4 separate regions of the Sus scrofa genome follow, and all the other regions are linked to region 1. Evidence: chromatin contacts called from public Hi-C and HiChIP or PLAC-seq data. All regions are on one chromosome and are shown on one strand. The core of a region is the stretch at or near the end of the contact, and the rest is flanking DNA. Distances in the headings are between cores, read along the strand shown. Region 1 has its middle 420 kb from the start of RGMA. Region 2 has its middle 260 kb from the start of MCTP2. Region 3 overlaps CHD2 (chromodomain-helicase-DNA-binding protein 2). Region 4 has its middle 130 kb from the start of MCTP2.

The links. Hi-C and Micro-C count contacts between places; a contact is called where the count stands out from the background. HiChIP or PLAC-seq counts read pairs in DNA pulled down with a chosen protein or histone mark.
Region 2: a Hi-C map of fetal skeletal muscle shows a contact between it and region 1, with 2.1 times the contacts expected there. The contact joins two enhancer-like sites. A contact is called at or near these places in 1 of 47 Hi-C or Micro-C datasets (fetal skeletal muscle) and 1 of 2 datasets of contacts at active chromatin or transcription factors (skeletal muscle).
Region 3: an H3K27ac HiChIP or PLAC-seq map of skeletal muscle shows a contact between it and region 1. The contact joins two enhancer-like sites. A contact is called at or near these places in 1 of 47 Hi-C or Micro-C datasets (embryonic fibroblasts) and 1 of 2 datasets of contacts at active chromatin or transcription factors (skeletal muscle).
Region 4: a contact with region 1 is called in an H3K27ac HiChIP or PLAC-seq map of skeletal muscle, with 12 times the contacts expected there. The contact joins two enhancer-like sites. A contact is called at or near these places in 1 of 47 Hi-C or Micro-C datasets (heart right ventricle) and 1 of 2 datasets of contacts at active chromatin or transcription factors (skeletal muscle).

What each region holds. Positions count from the first base shown.
Region 1 is chr7:85,501,352-85,504,762 of Sscrofa11.1, reverse strand. No RefSeq gene overlaps it. Among named protein-coding and RNA genes, the nearest start is that of RGMA, 420 kb to the left of the region's middle. Within about 2 kb of position 2,037, at least 5 of the 83 cell types and tissues checked have an H3K27ac peak or open chromatin away from gene starts, as enhancers often do. A contact at or near this core is called in embryonic fibroblasts, fetal skeletal muscle and skeletal muscle, where this site is marked.
Region 2 is chr7:85,219,127-85,222,589 of Sscrofa11.1, reverse strand. No RefSeq gene overlaps it. Among named protein-coding and RNA genes, the nearest start is that of MCTP2, 260 kb to the right of the region's middle. Within about 2 kb of position 1,884, at least 5 of the 83 cell types and tissues checked have an H3K27ac peak or open chromatin away from gene starts, as enhancers often do. A contact at or near this core is called in fetal skeletal muscle and skeletal muscle, where this site is marked.
Region 3 is chr7:85,977,786-85,981,075 of Sscrofa11.1, reverse strand. It overlaps CHD2 (chromodomain-helicase-DNA-binding protein 2), which reads left to right. Exons shown (of 38, transcript XM_021099370.1): 38 at 1-317. Among named protein-coding and RNA genes, the nearest start is that of RGMA, 58 kb to the right of the region's middle. Within about 2 kb of position 1,450, at least 31 of the 83 cell types and tissues checked have an H3K27ac peak or open chromatin away from gene starts, as enhancers often do. A contact at or near this core is called in embryonic fibroblasts and skeletal muscle, where this site is marked.
Region 4 is chr7:85,095,609-85,098,865 of Sscrofa11.1, reverse strand. It overlaps the pseudogene LOC100627536. Among named protein-coding and RNA genes, the nearest start is that of MCTP2, 130 kb to the right of the region's middle. Within about 2 kb of position 1,380, at least 12 of the 83 cell types and tissues checked have an H3K27ac peak or open chromatin away from gene starts, as enhancers often do. A contact at or near this core is called in skeletal muscle, where this site is marked.

The DNA.
Region 1 (3,411 bases), core at 788-3,287:
CTAGGACCTTTTAATACGTTAGGGAGATTAACCCATCATGTATGAGTTGCAAATGTTTATTCCCGAGTGTCTCATTTGTCTTTCGACTGTGTTTATAGATTTTTGCTTCTTTTAGTTTATCTTCCAAATATCTTACTATCATGGTGACATATGTATCAATAATTTAATAGTTTCTGCATTTTGGAGTTATAGAGGTCTTTCCCATCAAAGGTAAACATAAAGTTCTTTGGGAAAAATAGGCAAACAAAACTAGTGAGAATTTTTTTAAAGAAGAATAAACAGCAGAGGCTAGCACTATCAGATGGGAAAATCATTTTAAAGATGCGGTAATGGCTCATGAAGCGAAGTTTTACTGGAACAAAATAGAATATAATGTGAAACTGAAAACAAAAGTTCTTAGGTATTTACTGCTCAATACCAGTAGCATCTCAAACCAGCAGGAAAACAATGGGCTATTTAAAATGTAATTGAAACTGTTGAGTCACTTCTGAAAAAAATGAAAAGTTGAAATTTTAGATAAATTTTTAATGGATCAAATATTTAAATGTGAGAAATAGAATTCATTATAATTTTGGGAGAAAAGAGAGGAGAATTCTTTTACAGGTTAGATTTGTCTTCACCTGACATACTTGTTACATGTTAGTTGCCTTCCTTCTCAGCATGATTCCATTTATATTAAACATCTGAATTTCATAAAATACAGGAAGTACATTAGTGGTGCAGGACGTGAGAACATGGATTGACTAGATCCAAATGGGCTAGTGATTTGGGGATGTAATGACGGATAGTTTGGAGGTGATGGAAGTGTTCTAAAACTAGACCATGGCGATGCTATCGAATTGTACATTTAAAATGAATGAATGGGTTAATAGATGTAGACTGTTGCCTTTGAAAGGGATTAGCAATGAGATCCTGCTGTGTAGCCCTGGGAACTATGTCTAGTCACTTATGATGGAACATGATAATGTGAGAAAAAAAAGAATGTATGCATGCATGTGTAACTGGGTCACCATGCTGTAAGTAGAAAAAAAAAAGGCAAAAAATAAATAAATAAAATGAATGAATTTTATATAAGGCAAATTATATTTGAATTAAGTGTTAAAATCAAGTATGACTTCTATCCCTGGGCAGAATAAGCCCAGAAGTATTCCCACAACAACGTATATCTATTTATCAAATGGCCAGTTCTTCCCCAAGAACTGGGTTTGGTAAGAATGGAGGAAACTGATGAACAAAGAAAACAGAACTAGAAGAAAGGGAAGAGCTTTTTTATCTGAAGGTCTAATTTCCTTCCATTTGTTATCTTGCTTCCAGGAGGTCCTGACAACCTTTATGGAAAAAGGCAAACTAACTTGCTTCCACAGATGGTGACCAGCACAGCCTGTCTCATCACTGTACAATAGCCAACATCCTTTATTGACCTCAGCCCAGTTGTTGCTTCTCTCACTTAATTGGCTTTACATGGAAGTGTTTCAACTGAAAGCATGTCACTTTTTTACAGAATTGGGCCAAAAAACAATTAATTTCAAATACACAGCTTTTATATTTGCTGTTGCAGTTCCTGTCTGAGGCAACATTTATTTATGTTCCTGTCTGAGGCAGATAACACAGCAGCTGAAGGAACAAGCAAATGCAGACCTCTGGGAATAGCATTGTTGTTGGTCTAACTCTCCTCTTGGCTTTTGCATTGTGCAGCTGTGGCTGCCTTTGCAAAATGGTAGCAATCAACAGTACCCAGGGACTGTGGCTCTTCTTTCTTTTTTAAAAATTTATTAGCTAGTTCGTAATCTGAATAGAACCCTAACAACTGGAAATGTTCCCATGAAATCTTAACATGCAAAGGGATATAATTCGAATTCCATGGGGATTTTCATTCCCGTTTCAATACTGGCTCTACAAGAGAAAAAAAAAAAAAAAAAAAAAAAAAAAAAAAAAAAAGAACCATACCGTTTATTCTCTTGATGTCTCTCAGGACCCTACTAATATTTAATTTACCCCAATATGTTTCTAAATATGTTTTAGTATGCTCTACTGGGATTCTGTTGCTTTCATTTAAACTTAGGAGGACATCTAGAGAAGAATTGCCCCAGAAGAACAAGGACTCAGCACAATGGGATCTGAAGAACTTGATTATCCCAGATCCCATCTGAATGGTGGAGATAGGCAGCTTCAAGAAGATGTACCCACATGGCAGCATTGTCTGCTGCTCTCTCACTCTCCATGGCTCGTGTGAAGGCTACAGAAGTATAATATTGTGCATATGAACTTTACAGGATGTTACAAACCAATGTTACCTCAACACATGTAGATTTTTTAAAAAATTTGAAGGAGTTAAAGGCTTACTCAATTCAGTGACTTGTCTCTCAAGTATGCAAGTATATGGAGAGCTTTGCAGTTACTTCTGGCTAGAAATGAACAACTCTCCTGTTTCTTTGGCCAAGGTCCCCTCTCCTGGTCATCTATCTTTTAATTTTTTCTTTTGTGCCTGTAAAGCCTGCTGTTGCTATTTGGCTAAAACAAATCATGTAGCTTGTGTTAAAGAATCTCCTCTGTTGCTTTAAGAAAAATGTGATACTGAGAATAATAATTAAATCTGTTTGTTTGCCAGTAACATCAAGCAGGGGGAAATGACACATTGATCATTCTTCATTCCTTGACCAGTCTAATCCCACCTTAACAAATGTATTTCCTCCCTAATTCCTCCTTCCTCTAACCTTCCTTCCTTCCTTCTCCTTCTCTCTTTCATTTCCTCCTTCCTCTCTTCCTCCCTTCTTCCCTCCATATCGTTCTTCCTTCCTTCCCTTAGACCAACATAAAAATATAAAAATCACGACCAACAAAGACAAATCAGAAGAGCATTATGTAAGCAAGATCACAAGGCAGACAACCTCACAGGCTCTTATAGTGTTGTTAAACTTGAACTGGAAATTTGGTTTTGAGTTTTCTAGTGGTTAGAACAAAAGAGAATTATCTTCAGTTGTATGAGTTCCATTGACCACACAGAGAACACACACCAGTTTCTTTAGAAAAGTAAAAATATTCTTCGAATTTGTTTTGAAAGCTACCATCCATGGCTTCATATAGTATAGGAGCCAGACATTATGCAGTGTATTGGCATAATGTCTGGGAACACAGACATAATACAAGTGTGTGACTTAGTAAAAGGAGTACTTGAAATCCTGGGCAGTTTTCTACAAACTAATGCAGCTCTCTGATTCTCTGGCTTAATCTATAGCTGAATCATGGAATATATTGATAAATGGAATATCTTACTGATTTTCAAACCATCTAGTATAAATATAAATTATCTTGCCAAGGTTTTTGATAAGAGTTAAGCAACAGATAGCTCAGAGATATGTAAAATATAATAATAAAATAATTTTTCTCCTCTCTAACCTCTACTAATTTACC
Region 2 (3,463 bases), core at 635-3,134, 280 kb after region 1:
TATCCCAGACTGCCTCCAGCCCTGATCCCTCTCTCACTGAGCTTGGGCAGTAGGCTCAGTTAAGGCCAAGTTTATACTTTCAGGAGACACGTGACAAAACCACCCCACCTTTCTTGGGTTTGGGGGCAACAACCAAGCTTTGGGCTCCCAGTCCCAATTTACAAGTGGAAAGTCAGAGTTAGTCATTTGGGGGCACCTCACAAAGCACTGCTGGCCTTGCTTTTTCTATACTTGCTCATCTGAAAAGTTTTGCTCACCTCTCCATCTTTCAGGCCCTCATGTTTGCCTTGTTCTGGCCGCTATGGCCTTCCTTCACTTCCTAAAGCTAAAACACCCTTGTATTACAAGGCTGTTGCATATTCTGTTCCTTCTGCATGGAGCACCCTTCCCCTGAGCTGGCTTTTTGCCAAATTAACTTCTACTCCAACATTCCAGCATCAGCTCTATCATCCCTTTCCAGGAAAGACCTCTCTGACCGTTTTGTCCACATGGAACCAGCCTGTTGTTCATGCCAGTCTTCAAATACAGCACTCATCTCTTTGCCAAATGCAGTTTTACAGTTTTCAAGCATAACTTAGCAAACATCAGCCTGATTATTTGATAGTCAGCTTTCCCTCTAGACTAGGGGTTAGAAAACTACAGCTTGAAGTCCAAATCCAGTCCCTTGAATATTTTTGTAAAGTTTTCCCAGAACACAGACAAGCTTATTCTTTTGAATATTGCCCAGAGCTGCCTGTGCACTATAACAGCAGAGTTAAGTAGTTGCAATAGAGACTTTATGGTCCCTGATGCCTAAAATAACTGTCCCTTTACAGGGAAAGTTTGCCAACCATACTCAAGAATGTAAGTGCCAAAAAAAAGGGTCCATTTTGCCATCATTTTCTTCTCCTGTAGTTCACACAGTTCCTGCATATATAGGTTTAATGAATAAATAAGTGAGAAAATCCACAAACATCATTAGTTATATGTGTATAATGTAGTCAGAATTACATAGTCAAAAATTGTATTAACATCATAAGAAAAACTTGGGGGTTTTTTTTGGCCACACCCATGGCACACAGAAGTTCCTGGGTCATGGGATCAAACCCGCACCACAGCAGTGACAATGCCAGATCTTTAACCCGTCAAGACACCAGAGGATTCCAAAAAAGCCTGTTTTTGAAGTGCATTTTTATTTGTTAAATTCTTATTATTATCAAAATAAACCAAAAATGGAAAATATATTAAGGGATGATTGTGATATTCAATGATATTACAGTTATATTGATTAAAAAAAAACCTAACCTGGCATAGAATTAAAACAAAATCCTGACACCCACCCCCCACCCCCCGGCCAAAGCAAATCGTTCCATACAGGAGATAATTCCCATAAACTGCCAGCCAATAATTTAGGCTTTTTAAATGAGGCATGTAACTCACAGATGCTAGTTTTTGATACTATTATGAAACATGAGTTGTTCCTGGTTGGTTTTCAAATGCTTTATTTGTTACACAAATGGCCTAAATTATGTATGAAACAATTACCGTTCCAATGCTGCTATTGCATGGACAGGCATGAGTATGTGTCAGTTTTCCCTCTAAGGACAAATTACTGTATGATTGAAGACACGGTCTGGCTTTCAGCTATAAATTAATATATTAAAAACACATACACATATATATATTTAGTGAGTAGCATTATGCTTCATTTTTTTTTAATTTTGTTTAAACTTATTTTTACTGCTTTATAAAAATAATCAATATACAGATTGGGGCTGGAACAGGGTGGGAGCTTTTTGACCATATTGATAAATTCCTGCTTGGCAGCATCCTCAGCCTTTCACAGCACACCACGAGTAATTTATGACAGCGATAAATAGCAGAGTATTTTCTGTATTCAAGGCAGCTGACTGGATCCAGAAGAAACATAGCCCTGCTTTCAAATTTGATCCACGTAATAGATGCAGAAGCCAGCCCTAGAGAAAGAGAGGCCATTAGATCAGGAAGCAGCTGTCTGGCTGTCCCTCTTTCTATTCAGCAGCCGTCCCTGGGACGTGACTGTCACTGCTGAAAGATTTCCCAAGTCCATGTTAGAAAGAGCCAGTCCCTGCTTGATAGGTCACAAAAGGCAGGTCTGCACTGTAGCAGATTAGAGCATAGGCTCATCTCAATGCAAAACCTGCTTCTGTTATGGAGTAAATGCTTTGGGCAGGTGATGGGACTGCTCTGTGCCTCAGTTCCTTCCTCCATGAAGGTGAGGAAGTAAAGATACCTGTAAATAAAATGGTGATAATACAGAAAAAATCATGGACTTGCAGAATAGACTTGTGGTTGCCAAGGGGGAGGGGGAGGGAGTGGGATAAATGGGGTGCTTGGGGTTAATAGATACAAACTGTTGCCTTTGGAATGGATTAGCAATGAGATCCTGCTGGGAACTATGCGTGGTCACTTATTATGGAGCATGATAATGTAAGAAAATAGAATGTGTACAAGTATGTGGGTCACCATGCTGTACGGTAGAAAAAAAATGTATTGGGGAAATAACTATTAAAAATAATAATAATGCAATAGTGAGAATAATTGCATGTATAAGGTGCTCAGTAAACTTGAGCTCTCATTACAGCTTTTAAACAGAAGTTCTGAGGTGACCTCCTTCCCTAAGTGAGAGACTTAATGAGAACGTATATCCTTCTTTCACAGAACTGGGCTTTTAATTCATCTTTGTGCTTATTCATGTTCCCGCTCATATGTTCAATCTAATTTTTCAATCCAATCAAAAGATTCTCAAGCTTTAATTATTCTAAGAAACTCTATTCTGAACTCTTTGGTTCAAAAACTTTTCAGCTCTTATGCTTAAATATTTTCCCCCCTTTATAAAAAGAAAATAGAATGAGCACTTATTGACTACTGAGCTATATGTCAGACATTGAGTTAAGTGACTGTACTTTGCTGATTTGATTCATTTGGTCCTTATGAAAACCTTAAAGCAGGCATTATAATCTCTGTTTGACAGATGGATAAACCGAGGATTAGAAAGGTAGGACATTTTTCTATGGATTATAACAAGGACAGAATTCAAGCCCCAGTCTATCCTGCCTGGTCTCTTCATGTGACTGGGGAGGCGGTTCCAAGTGTATGTTGCCTACTGTACAATGGGAATGTCTCACAAGCAGGGGCCAGACACGTTTAGTTTGCCTAACAACTTATGTATTGTCTCCCACTGCCTTGGCAAGTTCTGTGGCTTGTTCTCTTCTTAGGCAAGAGACAAGCACACTGGTCACTTCAAGTTTTCTATCCAGAAACTGAACTATCAAAATGTGATTTCAGAAAACGGTACAGTCACTTTAGAAGACAGTTTGGTGGTTTCTTACAAAACTAAACACATTCTTATTATACAGTTCAGCAGCTGTACTTACCCAAAAGGAGTTGAAAGCTTATCTCCACACAAAAATCTGACCACAGATATTTATGGTAGCTTGATGCA
Region 3 (3,290 bases), core at 201-2,700, 480 kb before region 1:
AAATCCTGCAGACCAAAACCCACTCGTCAGCAGGAGAGGTGGCCCGGGGCCCAGCACCAGTGGTCCTCTGGCTTATCTGAGGGCCACCGTGTCGGGCGAGGAGATCCAGGCCAAGGGTCCAGGCTGCTTTAGTCCATCTGTGCCCCGCTCGGTTGGGGACAGGTGGTTTTTCTTTATTGTAAAATTGTGGACTTTTAAAACCTGTTGACTAAACAGTAATTAATTTATATTTGTGAAAAATGCCACTGTCCTAGTGATTTCTGATGTAAATAATGTTGTTTATATAGTATGTATTAAATTTTCCTACATTGTAAAAACTGCTGTACTTTTGATTCTTATATATTAAAAAGTGTTACTAAGGATTTTTAGAATTGGGCGAACATGTTGCTTTGCATTGGCGTGCCCTGTGACCATACATGCCTCCACGTCACCCTTTCTCTGGTTGCTGGGTCATTGGGATTTTTTGACAGCTTGTGAAATGGAGTCTTTTCAAGTTATGTTTCTCCCCTCGCTACTGAGCACCAGTTGTGCTGTTGAGTCCAGGATCTTACACTGCAGGTTCTATCATTTTCTCTGAGCAGCGTCCCTGACCCCAGCAGCTGTCATCTTAGCCCACATCCCTACCCTTGATGAGAACCTGGAGGGGTTGGCACCAGTAGTTGAGCAGGGCAGCCCTCAATTTCCCATGTTGTTCGTGCCCAGGAGGATCCCGGGAGACCCAGGCCTGTGCAAACAGGGGTCCTACAGCCACCTCTACCCAGAGGAAATAAAAACACTGAGCCTGCCAGCCTGCAGCCCTGAGGGTCATTTTACAGTTGGGTTATATATTCTTGAAGGGGAAAAGAGCACTTTATAATGGAAACACTGACACAAATGTTAACTCAAGCAATTTGGCACAGGGGCCAGCCCAACTCCTGCGAGGCCCAGACAGAGGAAGGGAGCCACAGCCCACGAGTGGAGAACCGTCTGAATAGAAGTCGGAGAGGTTTGCCAGGCCCGAGGGGTTTTACTAACACTTAAATGGCTTTGAAGCGAAACTTCAGTCCTTGTGAAGCACTTAATTCTTGATAACAGATAAAACTGCATTTCCACTCAGAGTTGAGGATTAACTCCTGTGACTGTCAGCCCAGGACCTGTGGTTGTAGGGTCCTGCTGCCCTGGCTGCGCCTGGATTTAGCGCCTGTAGTTGTGGAGTTGACGCAAAGAAGAGCCGAGAGTTCTTCCTGCCTATAAACTTAACGCACAATCATGTTGCAACTCACAGCTCGGCTGGAACAACTTTGGGAAACTTTAAGAACAAGTGCAATAATCAGTCTATGATTTACAATAGCAACCAGGCTTCTAAACTGACCGCTGCCAAAACGCCTGCCTTTTACTGGAAGGAGCAGGCCCAGGCCCCTCCCTGCTCCCTGGCGAGGCCTCGCTCCTCTGGCATCAAGGCAAGTCCTCAATTAGCGCCAACAGAAAGGTCACTTAGTGAAACACAAGGCCCTGCAATTTGCCAGGCAGCGCTGAGCTCCAACCTGTGGCTCTTAAAGGAACAGGACCAGGTTTGCCTTGGAGGCAGCCCTTCCCTTGTGTTTTGAGGTTGAAAACCCACCAGGCTCCTGTCACCTTGCAAGCTGCATTTGTTCTGCTTTGTGAAGTGGGGAAGAGACATGGCCTGTCTGAATCAAAGTTCTTTATCCTGTAGAAAACAGGGCCCTCCCCTGGGGTGGGTCTTGGGGATCCCTGGTCAGTTTTGTACAGGGAGACAGGGTTTTGTGTGGAGCACAGGCAAATCGCTGACCTACAGAATTTTGACCTTGAGAATGGTAGAATGGCAGCCATTTCTTGGGAGCCAGAGCTGCCCTACAGAGGGTTCACATGTGCTTTTCTTTATTTCTTTTCTGACCCCAGAGGGAACTGATGTTGCTTAAAGCATGGTCCGCACTAACCCCACGCACCAGGGTGGCCTGAGGGGCCAGGAGTGGTCTGGGGGTGGGCAGGGAAGTCAGTGCCTGCCTATGATTGGGAAGCTGGCCTTTTCATCTTCATTTGCATACGGAGGAGGCAGCTCCTAGGGTTCATGGGCTTTGTGAGAGCTCCGAAAGCAGAAAAGGAAAAAGTTCGTCCACACTGGGGGTCAACTGGAAGGAGACAGTGTCCATCAGTCCTTGGCTCAGGGAAGGGAGATCAGGGGGACCTAAGACATAGCAACCCTCACCCCCCCCAGAGCCGGACAATCAGTCCATCCTGGGAGCCCAGGAAGGAGGTTTCTGCAAAGCCTGCTCTGTGCGGCGATTAAACACAGGAGGAACGCCCAGCGGGGAGTGGAACCAGCTAAACTTGGAGACAGAGTCTGGCCCCTTCAAGGCTCACAGAGAGACATGGCTGGGACTAGACCGTCATGAGAGTGGCCCTGTCCTAGCTGATGTGGACATACACACGTGAGCCAGGATGAGACCCTGCCCTCTCTGAGCTTTCCTGGGTGGAGGGTCAGGGATGCAGAACATAGACAAGCAAACAATGAGAAGACAAGATGTCACATAAATGCCAGGGAGAAAAGAGCCAGGACAGGAGTAGAGGGACAGGAGTCCAGGAAGGCATGAGGACCAAAGAGAAGCATGGGTCTGGGAGGCAGACAGACTTGGCTTTGAACCAGCTGGCTTCTTAGGCAAGTTCACTGCTTCTCCAAGCCTCAAATACAAACTACGGATAACGAGAGCCCCTTGCCAGGCCAGGGTGGCGTAGATGAGGTCACTGAGGGGACACCCAATGGGCTTGGCATCTGTTGAGATTATCAGAGGGGGATGCTGGGACCTCCAGAGGCACTGCTGAACTGGGGTGGATGACCATGCTCGCCACCCCAGCTGGGTCTGCTTTGCATTTTGGCTCCTATTCTCTGCCAGAGGGCCTTGAGTGACTATAGTTCTAGAACTGTCCTGCAGAGGGCAGCAGATTTCCACTACAAACGGCTTGCCTCTCCTCTCCACATGAACCCAACTGGAAGGGCTCAGCGGCCCCTTTCCTGCCCTTTGGGAGCTAGAGACCGGGAGGCAAGGAAGAGGAGAGGAGCTGAGGCTGAGAGAGAGGCCGGCCTCACCTGCCTCCACCAGGAAGAGGCCCATAGGAAAGTGCTGACCAGCCATGGCCCAGCCTCATGATGGGCCTCTGGGGGCTGATGGAATGCACAGGCTCCTCTGGGTCCAGCCTCTCCTCTTCCACCTCCGTGTGTCAGCCAAAGGGGCTGCCCTGAGCCACAAGGCCCAGGCATCACTGTGGGGCTCCCTGTGGCCTCACCTTGACTC
Region 4 (3,257 bases), core at 131-2,630, 410 kb after region 1:
TTCAGGTACACTTGGCTTTTTCTCTAGGCTGCCTTGGAGTAGGTCTCATGTTACTTGCAACCAAGAGATCCTATATAATATACCTTGTTCACATATTCTACAAACCTTTATAGATTGACATTCTCTTTGAAGGATCCCCAATCTCATAGCAAAAGTGTCATGACCACTTTATCGAGCACTTTTTGGCAGGGAGAATCATGGTAGCCGTGATGTTGTGTGCTAACACCTCCATTTCTATTTATTTTTGGCCTCTTGCCTTTGGAAGAAGTGATGAGCATGTGTAAGTGTGTATTTAGGGGAGGAGAGGAGTGATTCCGGCAGTGAAATGGCTGGCAGAAGGACCTGAGTCCCTGTCTTCTTTGAAGAAAGAATTCAGAATAGAGACTAAGATTGTGAAATAGAGATGGCATTTATTAAAAGCAAAGTACGAGGAGTTCCCTTGTGGCTCAGTGGGTTGGGAATCTGGCATTGTCACTGCTATGGCTCTTGATACACCTAGGGCATGGGTTCGATCCCTGGCCTGGGAGTTTCTGCATGCCATGGGTATGCACCACCCCCACCCCACCCCCACCACCAAAAAAAGAAGCAAAGTACAGGTGGAAGAGCACAAGGGTGAATTTAGAGTGAGTTGCAAGCAATAGAGGCAGCCGAAATTGCTAATAAGGGAGCAGTCGTCTGGGTTGTCTCTGGCCAGTCATCTTTCTTATAAACCACCAGCTGCAGCTGCTCAGCCTGAGACCTATCTCCTACCTCAGGGGAGTCAGCGAGGATTGTACACACAGACATAAACGACCCTTGGATCTGTGCCCTGGGCATAGCCTGGCCCTGCTTACTGCCAGGCCCCCTGAATCCCCATCTGCCAGATGACCCTTCCCTCAGTGCTCCCTAGATGGCTGGCCACGTGCTAGCTGGCCCTCCGAGCTCTCCCTGGGTTTGCAAGCACTGAGCACCACGAAGTAAGTCATTTTCTCTGTAGTCCCAAGGTAAGCTTCTCTCTCAAGAAAGCCAAAATTACACCATCGATCACCCAGACTTGCTGTCCTTTTTTTAAAAGCTCACGTCCACAGAGTGGGGATCAGTCCGGGGTGATGACCCCATGCAGAGCCACCCACAGAATATTCATGAGGCCCCCTGGCTGCTGAAGCAGCCATGACTCAGCTGGGAAGCCAGCTGAGCGTGAGGTCTTTTAAGGGTAATTTAGCTGCATGTAGCAGCACTGATTTATTCTTTTTCCTCCCTCAGATAATGAACACTGTGCCTATGTGTTCCTGGGCTGGTGACAGACAGGGCTGTGGGCCCCCTGGGATTTCTCCACCCTCCCTCCCACGCTGTACTCTGGGACACCTCTGCACATAGCTTCTGAACACAGCTGTCAGATGTCCCCATGACCCTTCCCTCAGTTCCCTTCTAGTCCTGCTCACACAGTGCATAAGGAGAACCAGGAATACCAGAACAGAAGCAGGTCAAATTGAGATTGGAGGAGGAGAGTGGGCTGGCATAGCTGCCTGGCACAGAGCAGCATATATGATGTAATTAATGCACCATGAGTTGCCCAGTGTGTATATGGGCAGTAAGGGCGGTGAAGATAAGCACATGGAGCTGTAGCAGGGCCACCCCATGTGACTGTGCAGGCTCTTTCCTGCACCGCTCCAGGGGGCAACCTTCACACAGACTATGGTATGAAGGACACTCCCAAGTTGGACAACAGGCCACTTCTGTTGTCTCTCTACTTCAACAAAATTTATTCCTATGTCACTGCTAAGAAAGAGAATAAAAGTTTTAAAAGAAATAACTGATCACAAGAGGTTCCACTTATGATAAGCCAACAAGAAAGTAAAGCATGAATGGGCCAGCATTACCCAAAGAGTCAGTGGTGTGTTGGAGTCCACTGACAGCAGCTTGCAAGAGCCGATTCTTAGTATCTCTACCTATCTGTGCATTCAGCAACTTCACATTGGTAGCTTGAAATCAGCCATGTGGATTACTTTCAGAAATTAGCAAACACTATACATCAGGGCCTCCCCACTACCCACTTGGAAAGCCGGTTCAGTGTTTAACAGCACACCACTGGGCATTAGCCACATCCTGCCCTACGCTCTCAATTTCTATTAGGTAAAGGGTAACTTAAAAATGAATTTATTTTCATATTTGCTCTCCTAAAAGGAATCTTTGCTTAGTGCACCCCATAAAAACTGCCCTTGTCCTACTCGAGCTTCACCTGAGACCCCGCCCTCTAGCATCTTTGATCCTTACTTGGTGAGTGGCTAAGCCAGCTACTTAAATTCTGTGCCTACATTAAACACAGTGACATCTGACAGGCTTTATTCTAGAAATGTTTTCAGGGGAGTGGTTATCTCGTAATCCTATAAGCTTTGATAATTGGCTGAAACTTTGTAAATCTGAACAAGTTTATCCATAAAGATTTCAACTTAGCTGGTATGAAATTTGTCAGTTCTATAAAGATGAAAGTATGTCCCTTGTGTTTTGGAATAGCATAAGGGTCACTTATTCTGGTAATATTTGATTCACCTTAGCTCGAATAGTGTACCTTGATTTTTTCTTTTTCATCTTAAACTATGATTTCTGTTTCCTATGTAAGAATTCCCCAGAGGCATTCTTGAAGGAGGTTCTTATCCTTACTACCGGATTTAGAATTTAAGTTTCAGTTTAGTGCCAATGTAGTAAGCCATAATTAAATTGATAATAAGCATTTACAAAGTAATAGTGATTTAATTTATACTACCTGCCTTTAAGATGATTAAAAAAAAAGAAAGAAACAATTTAAAACTTAATACCAGGACAAGGAGAAAAAAAGCCATTTCCTAGAGTTCCCACTGTGGCTCAGCAGTAACAAACCCAACTAATATCCATGAGGACTCAGGTTCAATCCCTGGTCTCATTCAGTGGGTTAAGGATCCAGTGTCGCCATGAGCTGTGGTGTGGGTGGCAGACGAGCTCGGATCTGGCATTGCTGTGACTGTAGAGTAAGCCTACAGCTGCTGCTCCAGCTCTGATGTAACCCTACCCTGGGAACTTCCATATGCTGCATATGTGGCCCTTAAAAAAAAAAAAAGAAAAGGCATTTCCAACCACCCATATCAAGTTCTCTCATCAGTTGGTCATTGATGTCTTTAGTTCCCAGAATAAAGAGGGAAATGCCCAAAGCAATATATTGTGTCAAACTTCTCTCCCCTTGTACAAAATTTTAATTTAGATTATAAATTTTTTTGCATGATTAATATGATTCAAACAATAGA